Linked DNA regions of Mus musculus: regions 2 and 3 are each linked to region 1. A link is a contact called in public HiChIP or PLAC-seq data. All regions are on one chromosome and are shown on one strand. Each heading gives the region's core, a stretch centred on a gene start, on an enhancer-like site or on the middle of the called end of the contact. The rest is flanking DNA. Distances are from core to core; before and after follow the strand shown. Region 1 holds the start of Ifne (interferon epsilon). Region 2 overlaps Gm12610 (predicted gene 12610). Region 3 overlaps Gm12610 (predicted gene 12610).

Region 1 (2,814 bases), core at 135-2,634:
AATATACTACTTATACACGTTTTACTTTTTTTTTGCTTTTATTTTTCTCTATGTACTTTTGTAGAGAAAACATCACGTTCTCGTCAAGAGAATCTTGTTCTCTTAGGTGAAGTTGCTTACACTAACTTCTGCTGATCTAGCAAATTGTAAGAGCATTCATTAACTAATCACCCGACAGAGTCTAGCACACAGGAAAAGTTCCTGCTTTCTCAGAAATGTGTTGAGTCTGCATATTTTTTCTTAATTAAACCTTGAGGTGTTAGTTAATAGGTTAAAAACAGCATGCTATTCAGTTGTAATCTGCATTATTATTATTATAATGAGTGAGATTGAATCTGTTTTCATTCTTCTGAAAATTGTTCACACCTTTTGGCCGTATTTCTATTATGTCTTTGTAATAGAAATATTCATGGATTGATGCTAACAAGTTCTGGTAAACATGAATTAATGCTGTATGTTAAGGAATGCTCACTACATTATCGAGATAGCTCATCGTATCTAACGGCAAAATTCTACGAAATTTCACCACTGAAGAACCAATTATGAAATTTTAATGAATTAATTTTAATTCCTAAATAATTTGAAGTTGGTAGAAAACATAACATGGCATGGCAAAATGGATATTGCAATGCATGCCATCTTAGAACACAGTTAAACCTGGGCAGAAGCAAAACAATGCAGCCACTTTACACCAAAAAGAAACAAATCATGTTCATATAGCTCCTCCCACTCCGCCACCAACCTATGTCTTTCAAATCCCCTGTTGGCTCTTGCTTCTCAGTGTTCAAGGGTCTGGGTCTTGTCTGCTCAGCCATGTTGTGAACCTGAACACAAAGAACATACAGCGGTGGATTTCTGTCTGGACAATGATCCAGGCACAGCTGCTGTACCTTTGGTTTTCCAAGTAATCGTGGATCCTCCTGAAGTATGCTTTAATCTGTAACCTAAGGTTCTGCGCACTCGAGCCCCCACTCTTCTGCGCTGCGTTCAGTCCACCCAGTGACTCCACGTATTCCAGCTGCCGGTGAAGCGCAGCTAAGACTTTTTCTATATGGTTTTCCTCCCAAATGCCCATAGTCCCATGTGTCTGGAGGAGCGTGAAGATCTGCTGAAGGATCTCGTGCACAACAGCCAGCACCTGTCCCTCTTGGTACTGGTGAGGACTCACAGGCTGCTGAGGAAGCAGGAAATTCTTCCTGTGTGCTAGACACTGCTGGACTGACGAGCTTGGCAAAGGTTTCAGTAGTTGTAGGCTTTCTCTGTTCATCCACAATTGGAAGGGAATCCGTTTCGGTTCTAGGGAGAAGATAGTGGAAGAAACCAAGAGCAGCAACACCGTTTCAGGGAGCTGTCTGTGAACCATGGTGGAGGGCACACAGGGATCTCTGCACACCTTGTACCACTCCAGTTCTGGGAAATATTTACCTCTCACGCATCTGAAACCCTGAGGGAGGGTGTTCTTTTCTGTTGTCTGTGTTTCCTTGTACGTCGTTTCCCAAGTTTATACCTTAGGTTTTCTGGTTCCCATTCCAGGGTTTTATGGAACATTTCCTTTACATTCCCCATTGTGTTGCTGTTTGAGGAAGTAACGAAAGAGCTGGCTTCACTGTGCACTTGTCTTGAGACAATGATAGTTGTCCACTCTGACCTACTATTACCACTCATTATTTATTACGTACAAGCCTTAACTAACACAATGCACTTTCTAAATGCTTACTCAGGCTTAGTAATGCACTTTTATTGAGAGCAAGCTTCCTTTTTCAAGCAGTGGTATTTCATGGAGTATTATTTATTATAGATCTGGTAGTGGCCAGAGCACACTCTGAGGTAAACATTGAAATCCACAGGCTGATAACTTTGAAACTTCATGTACAACTGTAAATGTGCACAAGTATTTGGGCATATTAATGTGAAAATATGTACCAATAACCTTGAACTATTTTATATTTCACCCAATCAGTTTAATATCTAATATTTTAGCTTACAAAATAAGATAAAAGTAAAACTTATCAAAAGATTGTGATTATAGCCTCATGATAGCAGCATAGTATGCACAACCTACAAGTTCAGTACAATGGCTACAAATGTGTTGGTCCTCTATGAATACATGAAACCAGTTAAAGATAACAAGATTGTGAGAAGAGATGGAAGTGGTTGGATGGTCCATTTTCCCTAGACTAGCTGCAACTATGGTAAGCCAATGAGAACAGCTCTACAATAGTAATGCCTCTTAAATTACAAATACCCAGTTCCACATTGCTAAGATCCTCCTGAGCAATCCCCCAGCCTACCTTCTTAGTTTTACCCGGAACAGTTGTAGTAAGTGAAGTCGAGGGAACTGGACTCCAGAGGAAGTAAAAGATTCTGTGATGAGACACCGTGACCATGGCAACTCTTATAAAGGAAAATATTTAATTGGGGCTGGCTTACAGTTCAGAGGTTTAGTCCCTTATTGTCATAGCAGGAAACATGTAGGCAGACACAGTCATAAAGTAGGAGCTGTGAGTTCTACAGCTTGATCTGCAGATAGCAGAAGGAGGCTATGTGCCACACTGGGCACAGCTTGAGCATATGGGACCTCAAAGCCAGACCCCACAGTAATACACTTCCTCCAACAAGGCCACACCTCCTACTAGTGCCATTCCCTATGGACCAAGTATTCAAACACATGAGTCTATGGGGACCATACCTATTCAAACCACCACACCTCTTAACACAGCTAATACTTAAAAGACACAGTGTTCCCCTCACACAACTAATGTTTGTGTGTTTGCTGATCGCTCTTTCTTTCTATGAATCATCACCTGCACTTCT
Region 2 (2,814 bases), core at 144-2,643, 560 kb after region 1:
CAGGATTAAAGGGAGGGGCGACTGATGGGGGGAGAATGGATGGGAAGGAAGAGGAAGTTGATCCCATTAGCACATGGAATGGTAGTCTCTGTAGTTTCTGAATGACTTATGACCTGCAGAAAATGTCCTTTACTGTGGCTTGGGATGGGATGAAAGGCACCTCAACTATTGTTATACTTCTGGGTAAATAAACTCTGGAAAGAAAGAATGCAAAATGTTCTGAATATAGATAGGAATGGAATTATCACTGTTGTCTCACTCCAAGGGAATACTTTCATTCCCTAAAAAAAGCTTTGAAATGAATGTAGCATTAGATATGAAAAAATAACTTTAGACATTGATTACTGTCACCTCCATCCCCCCACTAACAGCTATTTCTGATAATTTATAATAAATTTTCCTCATACTTAGGTCAAAATTCTCTTATAATCACCCATGACATATTCCTCTTTAGTCTTAGACCAATTATCTTAAAAGTATTAAATCGTCTAATCTTTGTGTGCCTTAAATATATTCCGGCAGTACTGAGATGGTGGGAAAGAAAAAAAAGATTGTAATATTTAAATTCCAAGGAAGTTTGGCAATGATGACTAAAGTCCTCAAAGCAAAGCGATTCAGCAGCAGCGTACACACACACACACACACACACACACACACACACTCACACACACTCACACACACACCAGATTGTTGGAGAAACAATGAACCCTCCAGGAAGATGTGCCCCATTTACCTTGGGAAATCACCAAGAAAATCATAAATATATGTATATTTGATTTGGATTCAATGCCTAGCAAATGGTGATTACAGCTCCAGACTGTAGAAACAGAGTGAACACATGATGTGATTCGGATGCATCAGAGCTTGTGATTTCCTAATGGATGAATTGGACACTAACTCTTCTGAGTCACAAGGATTCTTTTGCCCTGGCAGTGTGGAGCTAAGCTAGAAGGTTTATATTAATTGCCTGTGACTTGGTTGGGTGGGTTCCTGCTAGTCCATTTAAGGGGAGGGACGTGGAGAACACATTCCTTAGAATGGCCACAGACTGTCCAGATGAGAAGGACTCTGAAACGTTTATGTGACAGTATCGAAGGGCTAGAGTGGTCCTAGAAGACTGGATTGTATGGTCACTCTCTGGTCTCTTAGCTTGAGAGTGAGGGAGACTTAACAATGCTTTTTGTTTGTTTTACATCTAGCATACTGACAGGAAAACAACAACCAAAAACAACCCAGTAATTTAAAAGGGAAAATGGTGTGAAGAGATACTGATGCAGAAAAATAAAACTTTTAGCTATTTTTTTCCTCAAAACCTACCCACATCTCCCTCTGAGTTTACTTTTGTTCTCACTTTACAGAGTCTTTCTGTGGTAAGGGCAAGGGCGAGAGAGAGAGAGCCAGGAGAGGCTTCACTCCTTAAGGTCCCTCCAGAGTCATTTCTAGATGGTTATCATCATGCCACATGCACTTGGAATTCTTGGTGATTTTCCAAGCTAAACAGGGCACATCTTCCTGGAGGTTTCATTTATTTCTCCAACAATCTGAAACGAAAGTTCTTGTAAATGAAGTCAAACCAAGAGGCTTCATGCCTTGGAACGCAAAATTCATTGGAAATTTAAAAAATAAAACCCTGGGCTTCAGAGATCCAGGCATTTCAGATTCCTGCTCACATTCCCTGCTGAGTGCCTTTCCCCTTTCAGTCATGCCTTATTACAGAAAGTGTGTACAGGACTATCCAGGCATTAGTGCGGATATGACATTCTCTTAAACTTCTGGTCTCTTCCTAAGACTGGACTAGTTAGTCCAGGAGATTGTTCTGTTCTTACTATTTTACAGCCATCTGAGAATATCACAAAACCAGATAATTCTATGAGAATCCTCAATGCAGTATAAGACTAAAGGCGATCAGAGTTTCCTCAAGAGCTTCACGTAGGTGTGATGACTGTGGGCTGCTTCTTGGACGCCTTATTGGACGCCTGCTATTGAGCAGATGTTTTTCTGGAAATAGGATGCAGTGGTGACTAGAACATTTCCTCCGAGTCACCAGGAGATGGAGGGGGAGAGGGTTAGGAAGGATGAATATGAACGCAATGTGTTCTTCTATTTCTTCTTTTTGAGATAGGATTTTAGTAGCCCTGGCTAGCCTGGAACTTACTATGTAGGCCAGGCTAACTTCCAACTCACAGAGATCCACCTGTTTTTGCCTCAGGAATGCTAGGCTTAAAGGCAATGCACCACCATGCTCAACACAGTGAATTGTTGTTTTTCCTTTTCATTATTTTTCTCCATTTATTTAATTATTCATTCATTCACTTTACATCTCTTTCCTCTCAGCATCTGCCTCACAAGCCCCTTCCTCTTCCCCTCTCCTTCTCCTCTGAGAAGGGGGAGCCCCCCTGGGTACCAACCCAGCCTGGCACATCAAGTCATTGCAGAGGGTGGCCACTTTAGGCCCCATATTCCCTACTGCTAGGAGTTTCATCTAGGGTCACCCCCATAGACTCCCAGGAGCCTCCTCTATCCTAGGTCTCTGGCATGTCCTAGAGATTCGAACCTCCCATCCCACCCCATCCCCCCACCTGCCTTGAGCTCCTGTCACAGTTCATTGATAAGCACAAAGCATTATTCTAGGAGTTAGAACATGCCACCAACCATACCCACTGCCTTTCCATCCATTGCACCCATTCCAGGGTCATTCTCTTCTTTAGGAATTTCTGTATTACAGCTTCAGCTGTAGATAGAAAGGAGGCTGCCCAGCACCATCCAGTAAAGCATCTCTTACAGTCTTTGTTGGAGCAACGGTTGTTCCCTTTT
Region 3 (2,814 bases), core at 88-2,587, 510 kb after region 1:
TTTTGACTGTTAAAGTCATCTCATATCTCCAGCCCTTGTAGATTATGTGTATTCCACATACTTCTTTTTTTTTTTCCGTTTAATGATTTCCCCTGCACATTTTTTTCCCCATGTGGGATGAGTGTGCATTTTCCTTCTCTGTAAATCTGTTCTAAAATCCTTTCAAATCTTAGCTGAGGCTTTCTTAGGCAGTGTTTTGTTTGTTTTCTGAGATAGGGTTTCTCTGTGTAGCTCTCAGAGATCTGCCTACCTCTGCTTCCAAGTACTGGTATTAAAGGCATGTACCGCCATTGCTCCCCAATTCTTACTCAGTGTTTTAGGGTTCCAATTTCCTTCAGGAAAGGAGATGTGTATAATCTTGGGGTTTCCCCATGGTCTGGTAAAATGAAAAGTGTTAATGATTGGTTTAGATTTTTCCTACGATTGTTCGGATCCCACGAGAGAGCTAGGGAAGACCACAGTGTAGCCAGCCTTCTTGGGGAGACAGCAACACAAATGCCAGAGAAATTTTCCAGTTGGCTTTCTATCAGACTTTTTTTTTGTAGTTTTTTTTTTAAAGCACTGATTCATTCTCTTTGCTAAAATTCAAAGAAGTCAGTGAATAATGCAAATATTAGAGATCATTTAATTTCAGAAGCTTAATTTCTGAAAAAAGAGGAGAGCTAAGAGGGTGGGATTTCCCTGTTTTAAACAAGGAAAGGATTTGTGGTGCTTTTAGAAGGCTTGGCTCTCTTCCATATAATTCCATACATGCTCAGCTATTAACCCAAAGTGAGGTCAAAGTGCATTTGTTTTTATAGAACTGAAATTGCCTGCAGATGCTTTTATTCTTTGTTTCTTTCCCTTGCTCAGGTCAGCATTCCTCTGAGACAGCCTGACCCTTCTTCACTGACACAGCAACAGTCTGTCCATCCATCCATCCATCCATCCATCCATCCATCCATCCATCCATCTATCCATCCATCTAGCCTGCTTCTTAATCTTATGTTCACATACCCTTATATTGCATTCATTAGACTTTTTTTTTGAAAACTGTCAAAATGTCTTTCTAGGGATCCTGACACCCCTCACTCAGCACTTTTGATGGGGTTTCAGTACAGTCATCTAGGACAGCATTGCTTTACAGAAATGGATTTGATTGAAACCGCCTACAGCAGGTGAAATAGCCAGGTGCCCACATTACAGCTCTGAAAATATCCCTTTGTGGTACCTTGTGGTTTTAGTTTCTGAGAAATGATGATGAGGAGCTACAACAGAAGGCAAGAAATATCAGGAATGTCTGTTTGCCTGGGTGTATTCAGTCAGAGGTAGAGTCCTGTTTGTGTGTGTAAGACTGGGGTTTTCCCCCCTCGCCTGGTGGTAATGTTGCAAGAACAAACTTTCCCCTCACTGCCTCCCTAGGGTAAAATGGCTGCCAAGATATTTTGGAACAGAAACTTAAGAGTATCTTGGCCACTGTGAGACAGTAACAAGGGTCCTTTGATATTTTCTATGTTCTCTGTGGTCAAGCTGTCATCTGTTTTCTTCTGAGGTTCTGAGATGTCATAGGCCAATACTGGCTTGTGACCTGTTTCTTTGAAGGATATGCTGTAGGAGTTGGCTCCTATTTGCGTTGGAAGGCTTGAAGGAGCAGCTCTTTTCAGAGGAGTTCTCATGGAGACCACTAGGGAGGAAGAGGAGACCAAACACAATGGGAAATGTTTAACAATTAAAACCAGCTCTTGCCTGTGTGGTCCTGCGTTTTACATCACTTCGTGGAAATGGACAGCTGGGAAAAAGCCTGATAGATGATAGAGCCAGTGTCCTGTTAAGCATAGTCTATAACGTAGACAAGAAAAGGGCAACATATTCAGACTGTCAAGGAAGTTATCTAACAGCTACGATGACCACAGGCCACCAGACTGCTGGTCCATAGCTTTACAGTTACCTGACTGAGAAAATAGAAGAAAGGTTGGCTGAGCCCAACCCAGAAACGTTCCAAAAATGTACTATGGTTTTTCAGCGTGCTAACACTTTTTATTCATTTTCAAGTGAAGTTTTCATTATCTGAAAATATGAAACTTTAAAACACAAAGCCCACATTTCATCATTCAATTTATGAGTATAAGATATAAAAATAGTGTTGTTTTATATTTACCTACTTCTTTTTAAAATATAAAATGTAGGTGCTGGAGAGATGGCTTGATGGTTAGGAGTGTGGACTGCTCTTGCAGAAGACCAGAGTTTTATTCCCAGAACTCATGTTGGGCAGCTCATAACTGCTGTAATTCCAACTCCAGGGCATCTAAAAGCACCTACAAACACTCACCTACAATTAAAAACCATAACAAAACAATAAATGAATGTATAAAATGTTAATAAGCAGGAAAATTTCCACCACTCAGAATCAATCCCTGACTATAGTGTGTATTCTTTTTTCATTTATATTTCCCATATGTGTGTATGTATGTATGTATGTATGTATGTATGTATGTATGTATGTATGTTGTTGTATTTCTCTGTCTCTGTTTTTCCTTCTTTTGGGATAGTCTCACTGTGTATCCCTTGGCTAGCCTGAAACTCACTAAGTAGACCAGGCTGGTCTTGAATTCGTAGAGATACACCTGCTTCTGCCTCCTAAATGCTGGATCAAAGATGTGCCACCATGCCTGGAACCTTTTATATTTAAACTAAAGCCATATTTTTTTCTAGATTTATATTTTATCATGTATGTAACTTTTCCCTTCCTCCCTTCTTACCTCCCTCCATCCCTCTCTTTCCTCTTCCTCCTTCTTCTCCTTCCTTTTATTGGATGACTTCTGTCTCCACGTCTCA

The links. HiChIP or PLAC-seq counts read pairs in DNA pulled down with a chosen protein or histone mark.
Region 2: a CTCF HiChIP or PLAC-seq map of the NIH/3T3 cell line shows a contact between it and region 1, with 7 read pairs. The contact joins the enhancer-like site here to the promoter of Ifne in region 1. A contact is called at or near these places in 5 of 39 promoter capture datasets (the 3T3-L1 cell line, the HPC-7 cell line, cranial neural crest and 2 more), 1 of 15 datasets of contacts at CTCF or cohesin (the NIH/3T3 cell line), 1 of 115 datasets of contacts at active chromatin or transcription factors (extraembryonic endoderm stem cells) and 1 of 9 other capture datasets (macrophages).
Region 3: a contact with region 1 is called in a BATF HiChIP or PLAC-seq map of CD8 T cells, with 8 read pairs. The contact joins the enhancer-like site here to the promoter of Ifne in region 1. A contact is called at or near these places in 5 of 39 promoter capture datasets (3T3-L1-derived adipocytes, the HPC-7 cell line, cranial neural crest and 2 more), 1 of 15 datasets of contacts at CTCF or cohesin (the NIH/3T3 cell line), 1 of 115 datasets of contacts at active chromatin or transcription factors (CD8 T cells) and 3 of 9 other capture datasets (adipose tissue, macrophages and pancreatic islet).

Annotation. Positions count from the first base shown.
Region 1 is chr4:88,878,817-88,881,630 of GRCm38.p6, forward strand. It overlaps Ifne (interferon epsilon), which reads right to left and starts at 1,385. Exons shown (of 1, transcript NM_177348.2): 1 at 722-1,385. The coding sequence starts at 1,363. The coding sequence ends at 785.
Region 2 is chr4:89,439,583-89,442,396 of GRCm38.p6, forward strand. The region is part of intron 5 of Gm12610 (predicted gene 12610); the gene reads left to right. It also overlaps the pseudogene Gm12608. Among named protein-coding and RNA genes, the nearest start is that of Cdkn2b, 130 kb to the left of the region's middle. Within about 2 kb of position 1,394, at least 38 of the 459 cell types and tissues checked have an H3K27ac peak or open chromatin away from gene starts, as enhancers often do. A contact at or near this core is called in the NIH/3T3 cell line, where this site is marked.
Region 3 is chr4:89,392,179-89,394,992 of GRCm38.p6, forward strand. All of the region lies in intron 4 of Gm12610 (predicted gene 12610), which reads left to right. Among named protein-coding and RNA genes, the nearest start is that of Cdkn2b, 83 kb to the left of the region's middle. Within about 2 kb of position 1,338, at least 25 of the 459 cell types and tissues checked have an H3K27ac peak or open chromatin away from gene starts, as enhancers often do. A contact at or near this core is called in CD8 T cells, the NIH/3T3 cell line and adipose tissue, where this site is marked.